2 separate regions of the Triticum aestivum genome follow, and region 1 is linked to region 2. The links are chromatin contacts, called in public Hi-C maps. All regions are on one chromosome and are shown on one strand. The core of a region is the stretch at or near the end of the contact, and the rest is flanking DNA. Distances in the headings are between cores, read along the strand shown.

The links. Hi-C and Micro-C count contacts between places; a contact is called where the count stands out from the background.
Region 1: a contact with region 2 is called in a Hi-C map of leaf, with 4 times the contacts expected there. The contact joins the promoter of LOC123168737 here to the promoter of LOC123171055 in region 2. A contact is called at or near these places in 2 of 5 Hi-C or Micro-C datasets (both in leaf).

Annotation. Positions count from the first base shown.
Region 1 is chr7D:415,597,895-415,602,208 of IWGSC CS RefSeq v2.1, reverse strand. It overlaps LOC123168737, which reads left to right and starts at 2,969. Exons shown (of 1, transcript XM_044586607.1): 1 at 2,969-4,314. The coding sequence starts at 4,231.
Region 2 is chr7D:415,301,257-415,305,906 of IWGSC CS RefSeq v2.1, reverse strand. LOC123171055 (glycine-rich RNA-binding protein RZ1A) reads left to right here and starts at 1,458. Exons shown (of 3, transcript XM_044588717.1): 1 at 1,458-1,612; 2 at 2,336-2,452; 3 at 3,040-3,866. The coding sequence starts at 2,342. The coding sequence ends at 3,621. LOC123167379 (a long non-coding RNA gene) reads left to right here. Exons shown (of 3, transcript XR_006483913.1): 3 at 1-272.

The sequences.
Region 1 (4,314 bases), core at 1,720-4,219, 290 kb before region 2:
TAGTGTATTTGCATATGAATCTTCTCTTCCCTTATTAATTCTTTCATGAGTTGCATCATTGACCAATGCAGTGTTTGTCAATCTCCAAAAAAATTACCACTTATATTTTTCCTTATGTGATGTCATTACTTACCATAAGATTAGCATATGATCTTTTCATTATTATTTTTATTTTTATTGAAACATAAAAGTAAAGAAAGCAAAACTTGAACTAATCTTTATTATATATCTCGCACACGATTACATAGATAAATCACTAAGCAAACACTCGAAAAGAAAGGATTGAACCTGACTTTTATTCAACTAAATACTAGGGAAACTAATGATCGAACTAGAATAGATAAAAGCAAAGATAGTGGTGATGATACGATACCGGGGCACCTCCCCCAAGCTTGGCACAAGCCAAGGGGAGTGGCCATACCATGAACTCAAGTCTCCTTTGGTGATGAGGAAGGAGGTGGTGACGATGTGGTAGTAGTGTTTTCCAATATAATCATAAGTAGCTCCCTCAAGCCTTGAGTCTCTCAAAGGGCTCGATGAAGTAACTCAGTGTTTTTCTCCACTTCAGCCATAATGTGTTTATTCTCCGGGCCCCAAGTGTTTGTTCCTGCATCACTTTCTCGTGGACGAGGTATGTCCCAATTGGACAGTAGGTGCACACGAGGAGTATTCTCGAACCCATAATTGTGAATTGCACGAGACCTGACCTTAGGGCTGGATTAACGAGTTGCTTGGCTCGTTCAGCTCGTTATCATTAAGCTCATTATTATTAAGCTCGTTATCATTAAGCTTGTTAATATTAACGAGCGAAAACGTCTGTTCAGCTCGGTTCGTTATGGGATCGTTATGCTCGTGAGTGTTCAGGAGTGCTCATTAAGATAATAAACAGAATAGAAGAATCCCATGATCCCATAAAAGATTCACAATGGAATAAATTAAGAAAGGGTGTAAAGGTAATAAACAACACAGAAGAATCCCATGATCCCATCAAAAATTCATAACGGCATAAATTTAACATGACATTTGGTTCCTGGCGGCTGGCTCCTGGTTGACTCTAGGGTCTGCTGGCGGCTAGCTCCTAGTTCTAGGAGAAGTGCCGAAGTGGGTTGGGGTGCTGGGCTCCTAGGCTGGGCTAACTAGCAACTCTTTTGTTAGTGGGCTGATTTGAACTAGGGGTCTCATGTCAAACTTGTGAAAATTAGCGAGCTAAACGAGTTAGCTCATGAAAATCATTTGCTTGCTCGTTAAGCTTGTTAATATAACGAGCAAAAAACATAGTTCGTCTTGGTTCATTATCTAACGAGCACGAGCCGAAACGAGCTGGACTATTGAGCGTTCATTATGCTCGCGAGCTTCGAGCTTTTCGTCCAGCCCTATCTGACCTCGCATTTGAAGTGAATCTACTTGCTGGCACAGCGCAACTCCTAGCAAACGCTATTGGTCTAGAGTGAAGAATATTTTTCGATATCTCCAAGGCACAAAGGATCTTGACCTATTTTCCAGTTCCCAAGAAATCAGGACTCTGATATGATTGGATACGCAGATGTTGGCTATTTATCGGATACCCATAATGCCAGATCACAGACTGACTTTGTGTTCCTACATGGTGGTACTGCTATATCATGAAAGTCTTCGAAACAGACTCTGGTGGCAACATCTACCAATCATTTTGAGATAATTTCATTATTTGAAGCATCATGTGAATGTGTATGGCTTCGCAGAATGACAAACCACATATCACAGTCATGTGGAATTGATCCGATAGAATTACCTACCATTATCTATGAAGATAATACGGCCTGTGTTGCACAGATGCAGGATACATCAAGCGTAATATCACTAAGCATATTTCTTCTTAGTGGTTTTTTCCCGTGATCTTCAGAAAAGCGGGAAAATAAACATCTTGCAAGTTAAATCATGCGAAAATCTTGCTGATTTATTTACCAAGTCTCTACCAAATTCTACATTCCAAAAATATGTTCATGAAATTGGTATGCGACGACTTCAGGACTTACAGGTGTGAGGGGGAGTCTCTTCTTGAAATATCCTTGCATATTAAGCTATTTCTCTTTGTAAGTTTATGTTTCAGGTTATCATCGAAGATTTTATGAAAAACTTTTGGAGGAGAATCCGTTTGAGATGATAGCGCTACATGAACGATTGTGAGATGATTCTACATGGTCAAGTATAGATTTAGGGGTATGTGTATGTTATGATTAATTATAAGCCTGTAATTAGGGAAAAATCTCCTCTTTCCCAAACGGCATGTGGTTACACCCGCCTCTCTCTCATCTCTCCCCGGAACCGACACATCCTTTCTTAACGTCGCGTCTCTCGGACGATATATATTGTAATTTGCAACTTCCAATCAAGAGAAGTTTCCATTCGATTCAAAACAGTATCCACACGAAGTGCTCGATACAACGGATGGCGATCGTAGATACCAGATTTTATACTCTTTTATAAGTAAAAAGAAATTGATCAAATCGGATCTGGGGTGCTGGACGGAACGCTCCATACGAAGTGCTCCATACAACGGATGGCGATCGTGGATACCAGATTTTATACTCTTTTAAGTAAAAGAAATGGATCAATCGGATCTGGGGTGCTGGACGGAACGCTCGACGGCTGCAACCTGCAAGTCTCTTCTGGCTCTTCCTCGCTGCGCCACCAAGCTCACTCTACTGTCAACGAAGAGAAAAGGGTCACGCCTCACTACCTCTACCTCACGCGTCACGCTCCCCCGCTGCCCCTCTTCTGCTCCGCCTTGCCGCCGCGCCGCCCTAGCATCTTGCTGCGTCGCGCCGTCGCCCCCCGCCTCCGCGACGGCCCTGCTGGTCCAGCTCGTCGCTCGCCGACGCGTTTCCCACCGGTTTGTCGCGTGGGCCGGCGCGGCCGCGCTGCTGCTGCTCGCAGTTCCGGCTGCCCCAGACAGCATCACGAGCAAGGTGATTTCCTATGCTTGAATACCAGATCAAGAGATTTCATCTCCATTCCCCATCGAGACGAAGAGTTCAAATTCAATCTTACCTTATAATTCTGCAATTAAGCCAGATTTTGTTTTATAACTTGTCACGGGTACCTTTCGCTTGCTCCAATCCTGGCTCCGCCGCTGTCCACACGATCTGCTGTGCCGACGGCGACGGGACAAAAGAAGCCACGGCGAGCAGATTGTTTTCTCTCTGTTTGTTGGTGGCTTGTTTGGGGATTATTTATGTGCTGTGGCTGAGGAAATCATCTCACAAAGACTACGAACTAGAGCAAGCAAACAACAGTTCAATAAAAGACATGAAGTTCATCTAGGCGATCGTTGACCAAGAGGAAATGAATGCACACGAGTTTGATTTGAGTTGCCCCCCATAGGATTTTTTGCCCGGGTGGTATTAGAGATTATTTTTTGAAAAATATGTGTGGCTTTAACTGAATTCCCCGTCCCATCATTTAGTCGGTGCCTGTCGATGTTCCTGATCTTGTGGGTGCTAGTGATTCATTGATTCCCCTACATAGTACTGCTACATGATACTACCAGTTGCTAATTGCTCCAATTTGACATTGGCTGGTTGCCTTCTGAACTACTGAATTATAGTTCGGCCACAATTTGACATTTCCGTTGATCTTTTGTTGTAAGAAATGCAGACCCCTTGCCCGGGGGAGGATAAGTTTTTTGCAAACTCAAGTACTCCCTCTGTCCCAAAATAAGTGTCGCTGATTTAGTACAACTTTGTTCTAATGTTGTACTAAATCAGGGACACTTATTTTCGGACGGAGGGAGTATTAGTTTAGCACCAGTACTTGATTAATATATTTTGGTACCTCTTTTAAGCTGCAGAAACTGATCGGGTATTTTGTTTTTGTGATGGATACCCTCTCCCTCTTATTTTGTAATCCGGATGAAATTGTAGGTGACTCATTCCTGGGCAGGTGCTGCTTGTTGCATAATATGATACGCTCTTTATTTTTTGACCTCATAATATGTTACACTCTTGCTTTCACTACGTTCTTCTCTCTCTGTCATATACAGTATGCTGTTTCGTAAGGTAATATGTTGCATATATTATTATACCAAAGTCTTGATATACACCTTTTGTAATTGCATGTATTTCACTTTTTTCGCGAGATGTATTTCACATTTCAACAACGTACAATATATGGAAATATAAATGCTCAATTGCTGTTTCTTTTGCCTTATTGCAGTAAATGAGATTATGAGTTCCATTTGAAAGGTAGTTCATGAACACAGTGCTAACCATGTCTGGTATCGATGGTGAGGAACCACATTCAGAGGTTCATCAGTTTATGAACAGAGCAGTAGCT
Region 2 (4,650 bases), core at 209-2,708:
GTCCCAATTCTTCATTTTCATCCATCGGCTCTGCTGTTAGGAACCTTGGTCAAGACAAAATTGTGAAGCCATGCATGGAAGTGGCAGGAAGGCATAGTCCAAATGTCACAACAGAAAGGAAGTGACAGTGTGTACTGGTAATAAAAAGGGAAGGGAGCCACCCCCTGTGTTTGTGACAGCATAGAATGAATAGTTTGTCTATATATTTGTGTTCTGTACAAATGAAAGGTTTGGGATTGGAATAAGTGAGTCACTAGGGTGCATGCTGATAATAAGAGAGGTAGGACTTAAATACAATATATAAAAATTCAGATTATGCGTTTATTTCTCTTTTCATGAAAATGATTATAGTCCGTGGCAGCACGGGCAGTCAACTAGTATTGAAAAAAGTTCAATGGTTTTGAAAAAAAACATCGAATTTTTAAAAAAGTTCATTGATTTTTGAAAAAGTTCATCGAATTTGCAAAAAAAGTTCATTGAATTTGAAAAAATTCATCGAATTAGAAAAAATTTCATCAAGTTTAAAAACAAATCATGAATTTTGAAAAAAGTTCATCGACTTGGAAAAAAATCCATTGATTTTGAAAAAAAATCATCAATTTAGAAAAAGAAAGGAATAAAAACCGTTGCGAATGAAAAAGAAAAAAAATAAATAGAAATAGAAAAAGGAAATAGATGTAAAGGGAAAAAATATGTGAGCATGTGGGTGGTTCGTGCAACATACGATCGACAAGGACGTCTCTCGTTCGATTCTTACCGAACACACGTTCGCAGTTCCTTCTATTTTTAACAACAGAAAGAAATGATGGGCCGAGCCCAACAAACAGCACAAACGGGCGCTTAAGCGCCAAATAGAATCCGCCAACCAAACACGTCCCTAGCCACAGTTCTTTTGCAAGATTCTCTCATAATTTGACCCCTCCCCGGCTTCTCACAGAATTTTTGAGCCCCATTTATTTTCTAATCGTATCTAGTTATGATCTAATTAGTTAGGATTGTAAAACAAATGCAGGTCAAAGATTTCGAGAGAAGTTGAATTTTTGAGCCGCATTTATTTTGCAATCCTATCTAGTTAGGTCTAATTAGTTATTAGCATTGTAAAATAAATGCAGGTCAAAAATTCTGAGAGAAGTTGGGGAGGGGTCAGATTCTGCGAGAATCTTACAAAAGAACTGAGGACGGGGCGTCGACCCGTTGGCTGGGTAGGTGAGGTTGTTACCAGTCCACCCGAGTTCGAGTCCCGGCACGGACGCGCGGTGCTCACGGAGTTTCTCCTATAAAGAAAAGTCAACGAGGGTTAGCCCTTGGGTTGGTCTCATTTTTTTCTTCTTACAAAAGAACTGGGCCCACTTGCCGAGGAATCTCAGCCGTATTGGGCCGTCTTTGGGCTTGATTCTAAAAGGGCAAAGGGCGCACGATCAATAAGAACCGTTGATCTATGATCAGACGGTCTTTTTCTCAGATCGGCTGGACTCTGCAGTATATATTGACCCCCCACCCTTGGCTTCCAAGCCTTATCTCCTCGTCTCGCAAAAGCAGAGACAGAAGAGAGATCGATTCCGACTAAAACCTCTCGCCGCCGACGACCAAGCTCGGAGACCTATTGACCTAGGTATACGACGTTCCTCCTCCTCGCTACGCCAATCTCTTCGTCTAGCTGTCCTCGTATCGATATTCTTTCTAGGTTTAGATCTTCGCTTTTTCCCCGCGGCAGATCCATGTGCTGTTCTTCTTCTCAGATGCGTATTATGAAATTCGATCGCCGTTTGTTACAATACGTTTAGATAGCGATGCTCAACTGGTATAAAGAAGGGGCTCTCCTTTTCGTTTCAATTTCACCGGTTAATTTTCACCAGTTTTCGATCTGGATTTCTCGTGGCTTGCCTCTATTCTTTGTTCTGATTAGTCACGGCGGAAGACTTTTTTCTTTCTTTGTAGTTAGTTTGCGGTGGTAGATTGAGTTACAATTTGGGTAAGAAGAATAATCTCCTTCAGACACCAAAAGCAAGAAGACCGACCCAATTCCAGAACAAGATTCTTCTAGGTTGTCTACTAGTACTACGAAGCTAAGTGCTTCTGCTCGTTCTAAATCAGTTGTCAACTTGAGATGTTCAGGCGGATAATGCTTAGGTTGCCTCCCAACTGATGCCTTTTATCGAATATATATTGATCTGCCTTATTTTTTATGACTAATCAATCCGGGGTGCTGGCACTAGGATATCCTTTCGCAAATAACTCACTCACAAACGCTAGTACTTTTTGCTAGGCTGAAGAACCCCTTGTACTTTGTGCCAGGTTGAACCCCCTTATAGCTACTGACAGCTGTGTTTTACAGTTCCTGATGTCGGACGCCGATGATTACCGTTGCTTCGTTGGGAGTCTGTCATGGAACACAACTGATGTGGATCTGAAGGATGCGTTTGGGAAATTTGGTCGAGTTACTGAGACCAAGGTATTTTTTCTTCTTTTCATATGGGCCTGGAATGCTTAGCTTGTGTGGTGGAATATACACATGATTTTCTTAGTCAAGCAAACTTCTTTCATATTATAAGCTTTCCCTCACCAATAATTACAATTTTGCCACTAAACACTTATGATGCTGAGATATTTTAACAACTGGAATAATTTCTTGGTTAATCTATATCATTCATTCTGTCCATTTGGTGAATCTCTCCATGAATTTTACGCTTAGATATGATACTGCACCAGGTTTTGGATGATTCCTTGGTATGGTAGTTGGTAAAGTACATTGTAGCATATGTGCATATCTTATGGTGGTGTAGTACAATCAGGATCTATTTGATACGTGAATAAGGAATCTGTAAACATTGCCAAAGGAAATAATAGAGAATGGCGATGCTAGACACTGGCATTTCATGCTACTGATTTGTATCCTACATCAACAGTTGTTGTCTTAGCCATTTCTAACTTTTGCAAGTCGGTGGTATATGTGGTTTGATACACCACTTATGTTTTCTCTGGCTTGTTAACACTTGTTGTCTGCCATGCTTTATATGCTGCATGTCTATCAATGTGCAGGTGGTTCTTGACAAGTTCTCTGGCCGGTCACGTGGCTTTGGATTTGTGACTTTTGATGACAAGAAGGCCATGGAAGAAGCTGTTGAGGCTATGAATGGAATTGATTTGGATGGAAGGAATATTACTGTTGAAAGAGCACAACCTCAAGGTTCAGGCAGGGACCGTGATGGAGATCGAGACTATCGTGGTGGTGGTGACCGCTATGGTGGTGGCCGTGATTTTGGTGGCGGTCGTGGTGGTGGTCGTGGTGGCGGCGGTGATTGCTACAAATGTGGCAAGCCTGGTCATTTTGCAAGGGAGTGCCCTTCTGGTGATGGTGGGGACAGGTATGGTAGCAGGGATGACAGGTATAGTAGCAGGGATGACAGGTATAGTAGTAGGGATGACAGGTATGGTGGCAGGGATGGTGGAAGGGATGACAAGTATGGTGGTAGCAACGGCAGCAGTCGCTATGGGCCTGACCGTGGTGGTGATCGCTATTCTGGAAGTCGTGATGGAGGAAGCCGCAGCAGTGGTGGCGGTGATCGATACAGCCGTGACAGGTCTGGACCGTATGATCGTCGCAGCCGAGATGAATACTGATCTTGATGGTGGAGATTCTGTCTCAGGTATGAAAGGTATTGGATAATACTAGTGGTATGTTTGCTTTATCACATAAGGCAGCAAATGGTTTGCTGTTGTACTCTTTATGAGAAGTTTAATGCTTTTGTTATCCATGCTGACTAGTGCTTGGTTTACCAATGTTCCTACCTGGATTTGGCTTGTAACCGGTTCCTTGGGAGCTTCAGTGGATTGCGTTATTTTGTCTGAGTAATATTTGGGATCCATGTTTCTGCGTTGCTCTGATGGTAAAAGTCCTGTCATGATACTGGCCTTTGGTGCTGTTCTTGTATTGCATCGCTGTGGTTATTGGAATTGTGGTCTTGATGTCAAGGATGTTGAAGAACAACAGCTCTTTATTTAGTCTCGTTGTGGTCTTGAGGAAAGAATCAACGTTCTGTGCTTGGGGTAACCATCCCTCCTTAAAATATTCCATCAGAAACCTGTGACCAACGAAACAAATGGTAAAACCTTTTGTTTCAATTATTCCTTCTCAATAAGCTATGATTCTCACAGTAATTTTTCGCAGGCATTTGGCCTTTGTGTTCCTATTGGTCTGCTTGGCTTAGTGCTAAAATTTTGCTGTTCAACCATGGGTCCGAATGCTTGCTCTAGTACTGTTCTATGGCACTTCCCTCAGTTAGACCAACATAAGATCTTGCTGGCATGGGTCACTTTGCTCATCAACACTTCTTTGGGCTCCTAGTATAACACACTGCTTCCTTGAGAACCTGGAAAGAGTTGCTTGCTTCACTGGGATGGGCTCTCTCTTACCTTCATTCCTGCTGCAACCCAAGTCCGAGGGCCCTTAAGAAAGTCCCATGTGAAGGTTGCTTTATTTCTGTGTTTCTCAAAGGGGGAACTATTTTCTTTCTCAGCGAAGGTCGCCTACACTTGCTTCTGGTTAACTTAAGGTGTAGATGAAAATAGTTATTTGTAGGGTTCGGTGTCTTTCTTTTTGACAGTAGTGAGCTCCAATTGTTTTAAGAAAGGCAGCCTGATTCATATTGT